Linked DNA regions of Ovis aries: region 2 is linked to region 1. A link is a contact called in public Hi-C data. All regions are on one chromosome and are shown on one strand. Each heading gives the region's core, a stretch centred on a gene start, on an enhancer-like site or on the middle of the called end of the contact. The rest is flanking DNA. Distances are from core to core; before and after follow the strand shown.

Region 1 (6,364 bases), core at 3,458-5,957:
TCAATGCTATGCCCCCATCCCGTTTTCCACCAAACCCACAGCTCCAACCCTTCTGAGGACTCCAGTAGCAAGCTTACTGAGGAGGTTGTACTGGCCCAGGGAATGGATTCCTCAGTGGCTTCAGAGCCCAGGCTCCCCAGGAATGCTTTGGGAGGTGGGGGCTGGAGGAGACCAAGTCCTGCTCTGAGCCAGTCTTCCCAGAGGCCTTCTAAGGACCATAGCTGGCCACCTTCAAGTTGGCATTTGGGGGACCCAGAATTTCCATGGTTTTCCCAAGCACCCAAAGCCCCCAGCCCCAAATTCCAGATCAGAGGATGGGCCTCTGTGTCCAGAACATGGTCTCACCAAGCAGAGTGGGCCTAGATAGTTTTAGCCCTGTCCCAGGGCTTGGCAGAAGAAAATGCTCCCCCAGTGAAATTATTACCCAGGACCAACTCAGCTCTGGGGACAGGAGGTGAGGTCTATTCCAGTGGGCAGCCAGGTGTCCGGCTTGCCATTGGGAAGGCCTTCTGGGATGCAGAGGCCAGGCTATACACCTGAGTTTTCCACATCCCACAACCTGATGTATGCATGTTCGCATGGTACCCAAGGTCTGCGTGAGCACCAGAAGTGACAGGCGCTAGACTAGGGGACTCCCCGACGACCCCCAGCTCCTGTTCCAGGCATCCAAAGATGAAAAAGACCCATCTTGTCATCCAGTGGGGGAAGCACGCACATGGACCTCAGATCCCTACTGCATGAGTCACGTTTCAGCTTCTCTTCCCTGGGGGAGGGGCTGACTCGTGGTGGCCCTTTTAAAAAGTCTTTATCAAAGAGAGACTGTTTAAGCGTTCAGACAATGAACAAAAACTGACAGGTAGGGGAAGGGGAGAGGGGACTCTGGGGTGAGCATCAGGCAGAGTGGAGGAGGGCGTGTGCTCAGGATGAGCGAAGAGAGGCCACCAGCCCTGAAGCTTGACTCTGGCTGCGGGGCTACGCCCTGCGGTCTCCATAAGTGGCCAGCAGGCATGCTTACTGCGCCTGCAGTACAGCCTGAGGGTCTGCGGTCACTTCTGTTTCAGAAACTCCATCTGAGCGAAGATGTGGCTGGAGCCACCTTCATGGCTGCGGGAAGCTCAACACCAGAGCTGTTTGCCTCTGTCATTGGTAAGAAATCCTATCAGCTTGAGACACGGGATATTAGGAAGAACCCAGGTTGGGTGCCCAGACTCTTGTGGGCATGTTTTTTCAGCTCTGAGTGTCAGCTTTCTCATCTGTAAAATGGGAGACGTGGAGAGAAAGTGAATTAGTGGTTCCCTGGGGTGTGGGGTGGAGTAGGGTACTCACAGGTATGGGGTTTTTTTTGAGGTGATAAAAACGTTCTAAAATTAGATTGCAGTGATGATTGTATAATTCTGGCTATACCAGAAAATGCTAAAGTGATATTTTAAATGGGTAAATTTTACAACATGTGAATTATCAATAAAGCTGTTCCCAAAAATGGGAGGATTGGTGTAGCAGGCCCCTAATGACTCTTCTATCTCTGGTTTTGTCGTTCTCACCAGCATCTCGGGTGTTCCCTGGTAGTAAGAACAAGTCCTGTCCATTCATGGGGTGGGGGACACGGAACCAGCCAGGGTCTGAGGAAGGGGCAGGCCTGGGCTTGCACATGAGATTGGCGCCTCTCTCTTCCCAGGCGTGTTCATCACCCACGGAGATGTCGGGGTCGGGACCATTGTGGGCTCTGCTGTGTTCAATATCCTGTGTATAATCGGAGTTTGTGGATTATTCGCAGGGCAGGTCAGTGGTGTCTCTCTTCTCATGAAATGGCATAGGGATAGCGTGGGAGAGACCCAAGGCCCAGCCTTAGCCATGCGTATAACTCCATGTGGCTTTGAGTGGGGGTGTCCCCTCCAGGCCCCTTTCCTTGTATGTAACACGGGTGTCCTGTGTTCCTTCCACCCATGGGTCTGAGAGCAGAAACACGTCAGCTGCCCCCTTGGCTGGTCTTGGGGGTGGGTTGTGGGGCGTTTATTTGACAGCAGTAAATATTTAAGGAGTGTTTCCTGTAACCCTGACCATGAACTAGACTCTGGACTTACTTGGGGCCTGTCTTCTGCCTCCCTGTGGGTGCGTGAAGCTGGCTTGCTGATTTCCCAGCACATCTTCCTGATCCTTGGAGCCACAGGGGGACATTAGACTTGACCTCAGAGAGTCGGGCTCATGGAAAGCTCTTTCTGGCCAAGGGAGGTAGAAGGAGGTGGCCAGTCACCCCCAGAAAGTTCTAGTGCTGAGAGAAGAGTGAGTGTCTCTGGCCTCCCCGGCCACATGGCTTGTCCTGGGATACGTGCCACATGGTCACCGTGAAGGAGCAGGGGGCAGCTTTGTCATTACTTATGAATGCGAACCCACTGTCCTCTGTCCCCAAATATGACCAAGAGAGTGAGGTGCCTGGAGCAGCCAGACACGCTGTGGTCCTGGTGGACAGTTAAGATGAGCTCCGAGGGCATGTGTCTGCAGCTGCAGGGGTCTGGGGGCAATGGGACACCCCCCCAGCTGTGTCCCCCATACCCCGTCTCCCCAGCTGGTGACGCTAATGGCCCTTTGCTCGGCAGGTGGTCCGTCTGACATGGTGGGCCGTGTGCCGAGACTCCGTGTACTACACCCTGTCTGTCATCGTGCTCATTGCCGTGAGTTAACGCGCCCTCCCCCCGCCCCACTGTCCTGTCCCTGGCACTAGGACCAGAGAACCCACGGCATCCCACCCTGGGGTGTGCTGGCCACTCACTGTGGTCGTGTTGACCTATTCCCCTCCACGGTGCTTCCCTGTCCCGAAAACCTCATACCTGATGCCTTGGTTATCAAGCACATCCAGGTACCACCTTGAGGGCAGAAAGGCCTTGAAAAAACTAAAGCAGGCGTTATGTGGTTGATGCAGTTAAGGTTAAGAACGTGCTCATCAGAGGCCTCGAGACCCTCACTTAGAGCCAGTTTCCTAAGGAGCACAGTTTCTGGTTTCCTAGCTCACTACAGAGCTGGGAAGAGAGAGACCAGCTGGGAGCCCTCAGGGTAGGCAGCTGGGAGCAAGGATGTGTGCAGAAAAGGCAGAGGGCCTGAAACAGGGACCACTGAGGGCTGGGGTGACATCATGCATAACATGTGACAGCGATACAGCAGTGAAGCCCATGATGCAGGTTACTGCCGAGGACCATGCCGTCCACAGGGGAGCAGTTTCCATCCAAGAGGAGCTTTCAAGTGACTGCATGAGGGCAGGTCATATCAAGAGGGCAGATGCGTGTGGCATGCCGAGATCTCAGAGTATGAAATGTATTCTGGAATAGTTCTCCCCCTAAGGACATCTAGAGCCAACTGGATTTGATAACCATGATCTTTGTATTAGTTAGCTATTGCCATGTAACAAATTTCCCTCAACACTCAGCAGCTTAAGACAGCAAACATTTATTGCCCCCTTTTTCTATGGATCAAATCTGGGAGTGGCTTAGCCAAGCCCTCTGGCTGAGGATGTCTCATCGGTGTACTCACCAGCCAGAATAGAGTTATGTCAAGGCTCCCCTGGGCAACAATCTGCTTTTAAGATCCCTCGTGAGGCAGTGGGCAGGCCTAAGGCTTGTCCATAGAACAGCTCACATCACTGGGGACTGCTTCCCCTCCCAGCAAGGGCGAGGAGGTGCCAAGATGGAAGCCACTGTCTGTTTGTAACCGAATCTCGGACGTGACAGCCATCACTTTTGCCATATTCTGTTAGGAGAAGATCCCTAAGATCAGGCCACATATACAAGGGAGACTGCCCACCACACCCCCAAAAATGAAAGTTAGAGGTAAAACAATTTACCTATATACAATTTTACCAAATCAGCATAATGCCCAAAAGCATATCATAAAAGACAAAAGTAATTCATAATAAAAGAATACATCTAGTGTGTAACTATTTGGGCAGGAAGATGCTGGAATGCTGAGTGATATAATCTGTTGACCTCATACAGGAAGTCTGCAGGCCCTATGGGTGCCAGTGCAGGCTAATATGCTGGACTGGCCACCCTGTGAATGGTGTTGACATTGATGATGGGATTTTCTGAAACTGTGAATGACTTCTGATAAAATCCTAAACTGAGCCAAGTACAGTCATCCCTCTCCACTTGTGTGATAGCTAACTCACTAGAAAATTAAGTATTTATTAAAACTGTGTAAAAATACTTTGATTTATAAAATGGAGTTAAGTTCAAAGCTCAGGTCATTTTTTTTGCTGCTGGCTTAAATAGCTAGCAGGACATTTAAGATGTGTGTCAAATATGGATAACTCCTCTGGGAGAAAGATTTTACATGTTCGAGATTGACTGATGTGCTTGGTCTTCACCCTCTAAATGCCAGTAGCCTTCCACTGGGTCATAAAAAACTGACACTGTCCCCATACATGTCCCCCAAGTTCCCCAGATGGTGATACCAGGCTCCCCTCTGTTGATGTGATACCAGGCTCCCCTCTGCCTCTTCCTCAGAGCCTTGAGACTGGGGAGCCTCAGCTGTGCCCAGCCAGGATGACCCTGTCCGAGTGGCCTCCCAAAGCAGATCCTGTGTGTGCTGCCTGCCTGACAACCAGCAGAGGGTGCAGTGGGCCCAAATCCAGACTGCAGCCCGTGGCCTGTCCTGGCCTTGTGTGTAGGGACCCCGATGTCTCCAAGATCTGATTGGTGGGCATAACCCCCTCCTGTGTGCACTGGGCCTGGCTGGGGCAGTCACAGGATGCCTCCCAGCACCACAAAGGCATCATTTGTCTGCATCCCACATAGGGGATGCTGGGTGGAGTTGTTGGGCAATGTCAGTGCCCTCTTATGAAGCTGTGGCAACCTCACCATCACCCTTGGCCTCCCTTCAAGTGGTACAAGTGGGTCCTTTGTCCTCAGAGCTTCCAAAGGGCTTATTCTTTATTTTAAGACAATGACACCCTTTCCTCCCCACCTACCCCACCCTACCCCATCCTACTCCACACAGAAGTACCAAAGATGGAGGGAGGAATAGATAGATAGATAAATAGAAAGATAGATAGATATGCAAGCGCAAACATACATACAGAGATACCTTTTCAGTTTTTAAGATTCTTGATTTCAGCAACCTTATTCCATTAATGAGGGCAGACCCCTGCAGATGGGCCCCCATGGCTACTTGGATTATCAGAAGGCCAGACCAGTTCTCTTTGGAGACCCACACTAGGCCTCATCCTGCAGCATCTGCAGACCAAGGTTTCCACTAAGGAAGGGTCACTTCTACGTTTGAGAAACCCATACCCAAAGAGAGGTGCCAGCTTTCTGTGAAAATCAGAGCAAGCTGGTGTGTGTCACCTCACGGTACTTAGGGGCCTTGTTTGTTCTTCTTTTGGAGTAAATCTGTCCCCCCATTCTTGTTTCTTTTGCCTTCCCAGTTCATATATGATGAAGAAATTGTGTGGTAAGTTTTAAACATTTGTTTCTTTTTCATTTTTCAGTAGTATCCTTGTTTGTTGGGTTCACTGCATCTTTTTAAAAATTAATTTTACAAACATAAGAACTTGTGAAATTAGAAAAGGCTATCATTCTTTTGTAATATTTATTTATTCTTGGCTGTATAGAGTCTTAGTTGCAGTATACAGAATCTTCCTTGCAGGGCGCAGGCTTCTCTCTACTTGTGGCGTGGCCCCAGAGTGCATGGGCTCTCTAGTTGTGGTGCATGGGCTGAATTGCCTGTGATATGTGGGATCTTAGTTCCCCAACAATGGATGGAATCTACATCCGCTGCATTGGAAGGTGACTTCTTAACCACTGGGCCACCAGGGACATCCCAAAAAGGGTATCATTCTAAGCAGTCATACTTTTATCTATCCTTTCAGTGACAGATTGTTTTCCTTAATATTCCCACCCTGCTAGATAGCAAGATATTTTATAAAGCTAAAATAATGAAAACAGTATGATGTATTGCACAGGAATAAACATGGGCCAATATGGAATATGGAACCGAGAATGCAGTAATGGGCCCAGTTCTGGGATGGGGCATCAGGACAAGGCAGAGAGATGGGGATGGGGAAGGGGGCAGCCTCAGATGCTGCAAAAACAAGGAATCCATGTAGAATCCCTCACACCTAATGTAAGAATAAATCCCAGATGAATTCAAGATTTTGCTGCAAAAAGCAAAATTAAAGAGTTTTAGGGTAGAATATAAAACTCATCTTTATGACACAGAGGTTGGACATGATTTCTTAATTAAGATACAAAAGGCACAAACTTCTAAAGAGAAGGTTGATATTTCCACTCTAACCTTTAAGGCATGAATGCATTGGGTTGGCCAAAAAGTTCATTCAGATTCCCCCATGATGTTGTTGTTATTGTTCAGTCACTAA
Region 2 (7,057 bases), core at 762-3,261, 160 kb after region 1:
TCTGTTTTGGCGTCTGAACCTATAAATAGTTCTCTGGCAAAGTCCCATCTGCACTGTGACAGCTCGTTCTGCGTTCCTTTTCCCACACTTAAATACTCATCGACGCGGTTGTTAAAAACGGAAGTGTACTGTCCAAGAAAAAGGCAGTTTTTATTACAGTTTGGACGGTGTGGTGGCAGTGGCTGTGGAGATGGCTGCCAACGTGGATTCAGAGGAAATGCTTTCAATAATGGCAGGGCCCATAAAGCATATGGTGTGATCCCGGCCAAGCCCTGGATCTGGGAAAGAAGGAAGGCCCGTCCCTCGCTTTCCAGAAGCTTTGGGCCAGCGTCAGGCCCGTGAACACATCGTGGTGTGGGGAAATCGCGCTCTCAAGCGGAGTGTGTGTCCAGTGCTGGGCCAGAGGGAGAGGAGCTTGTTCTGCCCAGGAAGCCGTCTCCGAGGGGAACCCAGGGCCGGCCGAGTGACAGAGGTGGGGATGTGTGGTCCATGGGAAGGTGTCCCTGCTAGCTGATGGGTGAAGTCGGCACACTCAGTGTAGGTATGAAGCCCTGGCATGCCCCTCCACCCTGCCATATATCACTTCTGCTGAGCAAAAGGTGTCTCATACACCAGGCTCCTGGGGCTGATGACAGCTGGTCATCATGACTGGGGCTGTGCCCTCAGTCCAGTTACTTAAGCTCTCTGAGCCTTGGCTTAATTTGCTTATAATATGAAAATAGTGGAGTTATGATAGTTAGAAATACAGAGGCTAGCACATAATAGGCATGTGGTAAATAGTAGATGATGTTATTGTTATTAAAACTTTGAAAATGATAACCCTCTATTACTAATCAGGAAGCTCAAATCTGGACAAAACCCACACTGTGAAGTTGGGAGAAGGAGGCAGAACAGCACCAGTCCAGGCTTAGAATCTAGAGTCCAGAGAGTGTCCGAATCGAACTCTAGGAAACACCCAGGCTAACCCTCTCTCATCAGATGATAATGTGCCTTCTCTGGACTTCTGTTTCCCTGTCTGTGCGATGAGGGAGGTTAGACAAGAGCTGTCTCTAAGAGCCCTTCTGTTCTGGCCTTCAGTGGTTCCCCATCCATTGAGAGGCAAACTTACAGGTACTTGGATCTAGTCTGAGCAAACTAGGGGTCTGGTAGAGAACTAAGTAAGAAGGCATTGGTGCCTTTTTCACCCTAAAATTCTTAAGATGAAATCAAGAGGAGATGGCTCCTTATGCCAAGAACAGCCAGCAAAGATGGCTGTGACTCATACCCAGGGCTGCCATGGACAGTTGCCCAGCTTGTGCACTGCCCAAAAGTGCCTGGTAGGATTAAATCCAGCTGGTGTTCTGCTTGTCCGGTTGTGTAGTTTTCTGCAGGGCTGCAGCCACCTGGAGGAAGAGGCCCTTCTTTGCTCCCTAGCCAGACCCTGCAAGGGGTCACTGGGAGCATGTGGAAATGGCCCCTGCTTGGACCCCCGGCCATGGCTGCTGGGTCCTCCCCTGTCCCTTTCCCACTGCCTCTAGTTAAAGGTGCACTGGGCAACGGCTTGCTGTGCCCTGCATCTCGTCCTGCCCTGGGAGTCCATATTTGATGGGGGAGACTGAGGGCTCAGAAACGATGATCTTACACTGAGGCTTCAGGGTTGCTTAGGACTTTACAGAGGGCAGGCCGGTGAATAGACGAGTGAAAGGACTCCAGGGCCAGCTAGTGAACCAGGGGCCAAGATGCCCACCCTGGACCATCAGTAACAGCCAGGGAGACAGAAAGGAAACAGTTTGGGGCACATTTGCTGATCAGTGTCCTCTCCCAGGTCCCTGAGCCTTAACTTGCCTCCCACCTACTCCCCCCTAGACCTCCCAGACCTCTGTGTTACCTGTGGGGGAGAGGCTGCTAGTCTTCACTCACGGCCTATCTGCGCGTTACCGCCACTTAGCCTCTGCACAGCAGGTGCAGGGCCTGGGAGGGCCTCGGTTACTCAAATCTTCCCTTGGCTGTTAGAGAAAGCAAGTTTCAGAGACTCGAAGGCTTTGGTCTCTGGGCCCATGGTGGGTGGAACCAGGAGCTCAGGCCTGGTCAGTACCGTAGGGGTTTGGGCTTTTTCTGGAGTGGAACAGGCATTTGCCCCACTCTGTGCTTCCGTCCTTGTCTATCGGGCATTGAATCTGCTCAGACCACAGGAGATCAGCCGCCCGGCACAGGACTGTTTGTTCTCGCTTCTCTGGACAGCTCTGCCCTCTGCTGGAGCCAGAGCTTCCGGCAGCCCTAGTCCAACAGCCCCTTCCTTCTGGAGGGGACAGGGCCGTTCTCTAGCTTCATGGGTGACCCAGATGCACTGCGGCAGCATCTGGAAGCAAGTGGTGCTGAAGCTGGGCCTGGAACCACAAGGTCCTCTGGATGCCAGAGAAATTGCCACTCTCCTTAGTTCCACCCCTGGGAACAGGGCAAGGAGTTCTCAGCTAACAAAGAAGATTGGGCCTGATGATAGTATGAAATAGTCTTTTTCCTCCTCTGTCACGTACTGTCTAGCTCATGGTTCCCATGGCAACCGTGGGGTTGCTGGGCAGCAGAGGTCCCTCTAGCCAGAAGGCAACTGTGTGAACTTCCAGCTGGGGAAGGCGCTGATGGGGGTGGGAGGGACACCTGAAAGAATGTGGGCATGGTCACAGCAGGTGACCCGCTCCCCCCCGCACCCCCCCCACCTTCCTGTTCCAATTAGAACCACTCCCCAGCCTCTGGTCATGTTGGCTTTTTATTGGACCCAGCTTGGAGATCTAGGATCCCTTTCAGGAAGCAGGATCAGAATCTATTAGAATCTGTCTGGCAACCCTTTCAGGTGTTAGATTTCAGAGAAGGTAGGCTCTGCAGTGTCACAGAAGTCTTTGAGGTGGGGGCCACTTCCCGGGCCCACCCAGATTCCCCCAGCCACTGAGGCCTTGATACCTACAGGGCTTTTTCTTAGATAAAAATCAATGAATATCCCTCCCACCCTTACCCAACCACATTTGCAATCTTCAAAAAAGAATGAGCTGGCTGTATTGAACCTCTCCCCCTCAGGAGGGAGTTTCAGATAAGTCCTGTGGCCTAAACCATTGGCAAATTCCCCATCACCCTGCTCACTGCCAGGCATCCTCTCAATTTCTAAATCTATTTCCCCTGATTTCTACAGAGTGCGAGCATGATAAATATTTGTCAATGGTTGAATACATAATGTCCTAGCTGAAGAGTAACTCGGACTCAGCCCTTCCAATGAGGGTCATACCTGGAAATTTATTAACGACTCCTGTTGTCAAAAGGAATGTGTTTGAACAGAGATCTCTTAGGTTGACAAGGCCATCTGCCAACAGGGAAGACAGTTTACATTTCCTGAGTAATCTGTACATTTCACAGTGTTAATAACCTTGGCAAGGTGTATATTCATTCTTTTTGTGATGATGATCTTTTCCTCATCAGAGCCCAGGGTAAAGCTTAAGTGAACAGATGCTCACCTTTACTCTCCAGTAAAGACGAATCAGACTCTAAACAAGGCACCTGCCAACAGCCATCTCTTTTTAAAAAGAACATGCTGGAGAAGGGGTTCTCACTTGTCAGTTTCATTCACCTTAGTCACTGGGAGCGTGTGGTAAAATTAAGCCAGGTGTGGCTGAGGTTTACCTTTGGACCAACTATGAAGCAAATGCTTGCACAGGAACTTAAGAGTAAGATGGCACCAGGGACTTTGGTCTAGAGAAGAATAATAGCTGGTTAAAGACCCCCTCATACCTTAATTATAATAATTTGTGGTGGTGGTTAAATTGCTGACTTGTATCCGAATCTTTGTGACCCTCTGGACTATAGCCTGTCAGGCTCCTCTGTCCACGGGATTTCCCGGGCAAGAATACTGAAGCGAGTTCCCACTTCCTTCTCCAGGGAATCTTCCTGACCCAGGGATTGAACCCGCGTCTCCTGCATTGGCAGGTGGGTTCTTTACCACCGAGCCACCAGGGAGGCCCTAATTATAACAGTAGATACTACCAAATGCGAAGACGAGTTGCGAGCTCATTAAAGCAGGTGGACATATAACTATTGAATTATTTATGTGACACCATATGAGTGCCTACTATTTCACAGATTTGGACAGTATTCTTTTTTTTTTTCACTCAAATAAATATTTGAAAGACCCTGTTCAAGGATGAAAAGACAAGTTACAACTGGGAGAAAATATTTGCAAATCACACATCTGACAAAGGCTTTGTATCTAGATCAGATAAGAACTCTCAAAACTCAACAATAAGGAACAAGTAACCCAAATAAAAATGAGCAAAGGATCTGAATAGACATTTTTCCAAATTCCATATGCAAATAGCCAATAAACCCATGAAAATATGCTTGACGTCATGAATCCTTGCGGAAATGCAAATCAAAACCACAGTGAGGGATATGTGTATATGTATGGCTGAGTTCCCTTCTCTGTTCACCTGAAACTATCACATTGTTAGTCAGCTATATACCCCAATACAAAATAAGTAAAAAACAAAAACAGTGAGATATCATTTCACACCTGCTAAGATGATTCTAATCAGTAACAGAAAAAGTACTAGCAAAGGTGTGGAGAAACTTATTTTTTAAATTTAAATTTATTTTTAAAACATTTTAAATTAAAAAAATGTTTAAACTTATTTTTTAAATTTAAATAAATTTTAATTTTAAACTTTGTTTAAATAAATCTAAACAAACATTATGTGTTTATTTTTGTCTGCACCGGGTCTTCATTGCTGTTCATGGGCCTTCTATGGTTGCAACAAGTGGGGGCTACTCTCTAGTTGAAGTGCGTGGGCTTCTCATTGCGATGGCTTCTCTTGTTGCGAGCACAGACTCTAGGGCGTGTGGGCTTTACTAGTTGCAGCTCGGGGGCTCCGTAGTTGTGGCATACAGGCTTAGTTGCCCTGAGCCATGTGGAAACTTCCTGGGCCAGGGATAGAATCTATGTCCCCTGCATTGGCAGGTGGATTCTTGACCACTGGACCACCAGGGAATGAACGCCTGTGGAGAAGCTTAAACATCGCGAGTGGAAATGTTAAGTGGTGCAATTGCTTTGAAAAACACTCCACCGGTTTCTTAAACATGTAGAGTGACTGTGCGTGCTATGTGCATGCTCCATCAGTCAGTGTGTCTGGCTCTTTACAAACACATGGACTGTAGCCTGCCAGGCTTCTCTGTCCATGGACTTTTCTAGGCAGGAATACTGGAGTGGGTTGCCATTTCCTCCTCCAGGGGATCTTCCTGACCCAGGGATGGAACCCACATCTCCTGCGGCTCCTGCATCGTAGCCAGATTCTTTACCACGAGCCACTGGGGAAGCCGTAGAGTTACTGTCAGGCAGTCAGTCCAGTCGCTCAGTTGTGTCCGACTCTCCGCGACCCCATGGACCGCAGCACGCCAGGCCTCCCTGTCCATCACCAGCTCCCGGAGTTCACCCAAACTCATCTGCATCGAGTCAGTGATGCCATCCAGCCATCTCATCCTCTGTCGTCCCCTTCTCCTCCTGCTCCCAATCCCTCCCAGCATCAGAGTCTTTTCCAGTGAGTCAACTCTTCGCGTGAGGTGGCCAAAGTATTGGAGTTTCAGCCTCAACATCAGTCCTTCCAAAGAACACCCAGGATTGATCTCCTTTAGGATGGACTGGTTGGATCTCCTTGCAGTCCAAGGGACGCTCAAGAGTCTTCTCCAGCACCACATTTCAAAAGCATCAATTCTTCGGCGCTCAGCTTTCTTTACAGTCCAACTCTCACATCCATATATGACCACTGGAAAACCATAGCCTTGACAAGATGGACCTTTGTTGGCAAAGTAATATATCTGCTTTTTAATATGCTATGTAGGTTGGTCATAACTTTCCTTCCAAGGAGTAAGCGTCTTTTAATTTCATGGCTGCAATCACCATCTGCAGTGATTCTGGAGCCCCCAAAAATAAAGTCAGCCACTGTTTTCCCACCTGTTTGCCATGAAGTGATGGGACCAGATGCCATGATCTTAGTTTTCTGGATGTTGAGCTTTAAGCCAACTTTTTCACTCTCCTCGTTCACTTTCATCAAGAGGCTTTTTAGTTCCTCTTCACTTTCTGCCATAAGGGTGGTGTCATCTGCATATCTGAGGTTATTGATATTTCTCCCGGCAATCTTGATTCCAGCTTGTGCTTCCTTCAGCCCAGTGTTTCTCATGATGTACTCTGCATAGAAGTTAAATAAGCAGGGTGACAATAGACAGCCTTGACATACTCCTTTTCCTATTTGGAACCAGTCTGTTGTTCCATGTCCATTTCTAACTATTGCTTCCTGACCTGCATATAGGTTTCTGAAGAGGCAGGTCAGGTGGTCTGGTATTCCCATCTCTTCCAGAATTTTCCACAGTTTATTGTGATCCACACAGTCAAAGGCTTTGGCATAGTCAATAAAGCAGAAATAGATGTTTTTCTGGAACTCTCCTGCTTTTTCAATGATCCAGCGAATGTTGGCAATTTGATCTCTGGTTCCTCTGCCTTTTCTAAAACCAGCTTGAACTTCTGGAAGTTCACGGTTCACATATTACTGAAGCCCAGCTTGGAGAATTTTGAGCATTACTTTACTAGTGTGTGAGATGAGTGCAATTGTGTGGTAGTTTGAGCATTCTTTGGCATTGCCTTTCTTTGGGATTGGAATGAAAACTGACCTTTTCCAGTCCTGTGGCCACTGCTGAGTTTTCCAAATTTGCTGGCATGTTGAGTGCAGCACTTTCACAGCATCATCTTTCAGGATTTGTAGGATCTAGCAATTCCACTTCTAGGCATACACTCAAGATATGCAAACATATGTCCACGTGAAAATTTGTACACAAATGCCAAGAGCAGTATTATTTGTAGTAACCAAGGAGTGGAAACAACCCAAATATCTGTCAGTGATGAATGGATAAAGAGTGTGGTATATCCATCTAAGAGAATACAATCAGACATAGAGAGGAGTAAAGTGCCACTGATGGCACAGGCAGTGCCACTCAGTTCTCTCTAATGACCTACATGGGAAAGAATCCGGAAAAGAGTGGATTTAAGTAT

The links. Hi-C and Micro-C count contacts between places; a contact is called where the count stands out from the background.
Region 2: a Hi-C map of hypothalamus shows a contact between it and region 1, with 2.3 times the contacts expected there. The contact joins two enhancer-like sites. A contact is called at or near these places in 6 of 16 Hi-C or Micro-C datasets (blood, hypothalamus, muscle and 3 more).

The regions. Positions count from the first base shown.
Region 1 is chr18:54,967,699-54,974,062 of ARS-UI_Ramb_v3.0, forward strand. SLC24A4 (solute carrier family 24 member 4) reads left to right here. Exons shown (of 17, transcript XM_004017956.5): 5 at 1,062-1,146; 6 at 1,676-1,779; 7 at 2,595-2,669; 8 at 5,414-5,439. Among named protein-coding and RNA genes, the nearest start is that of TRNAY-GUA, 47 kb to the right of the region's middle. Within about 2 kb of position 4,708, at least 11 of the 54 cell types and tissues checked have an H3K27ac peak or open chromatin away from gene starts, as enhancers often do. A contact at or near this core is called in hypothalamus, where this site is marked.
Region 2 is chr18:55,132,455-55,139,511 of ARS-UI_Ramb_v3.0, forward strand. All of the region lies in intron 3 of RIN3 (Ras and Rab interactor 3), which reads left to right. Among named protein-coding and RNA genes, the nearest start is that of TRNAY-GUA, 58 kb to the right of the region's middle. Within about 2 kb of position 2,012, at least 17 of the 54 cell types and tissues checked have an H3K27ac peak or open chromatin away from gene starts, as enhancers often do. A contact at or near this core is called in hypothalamus, where this site is marked.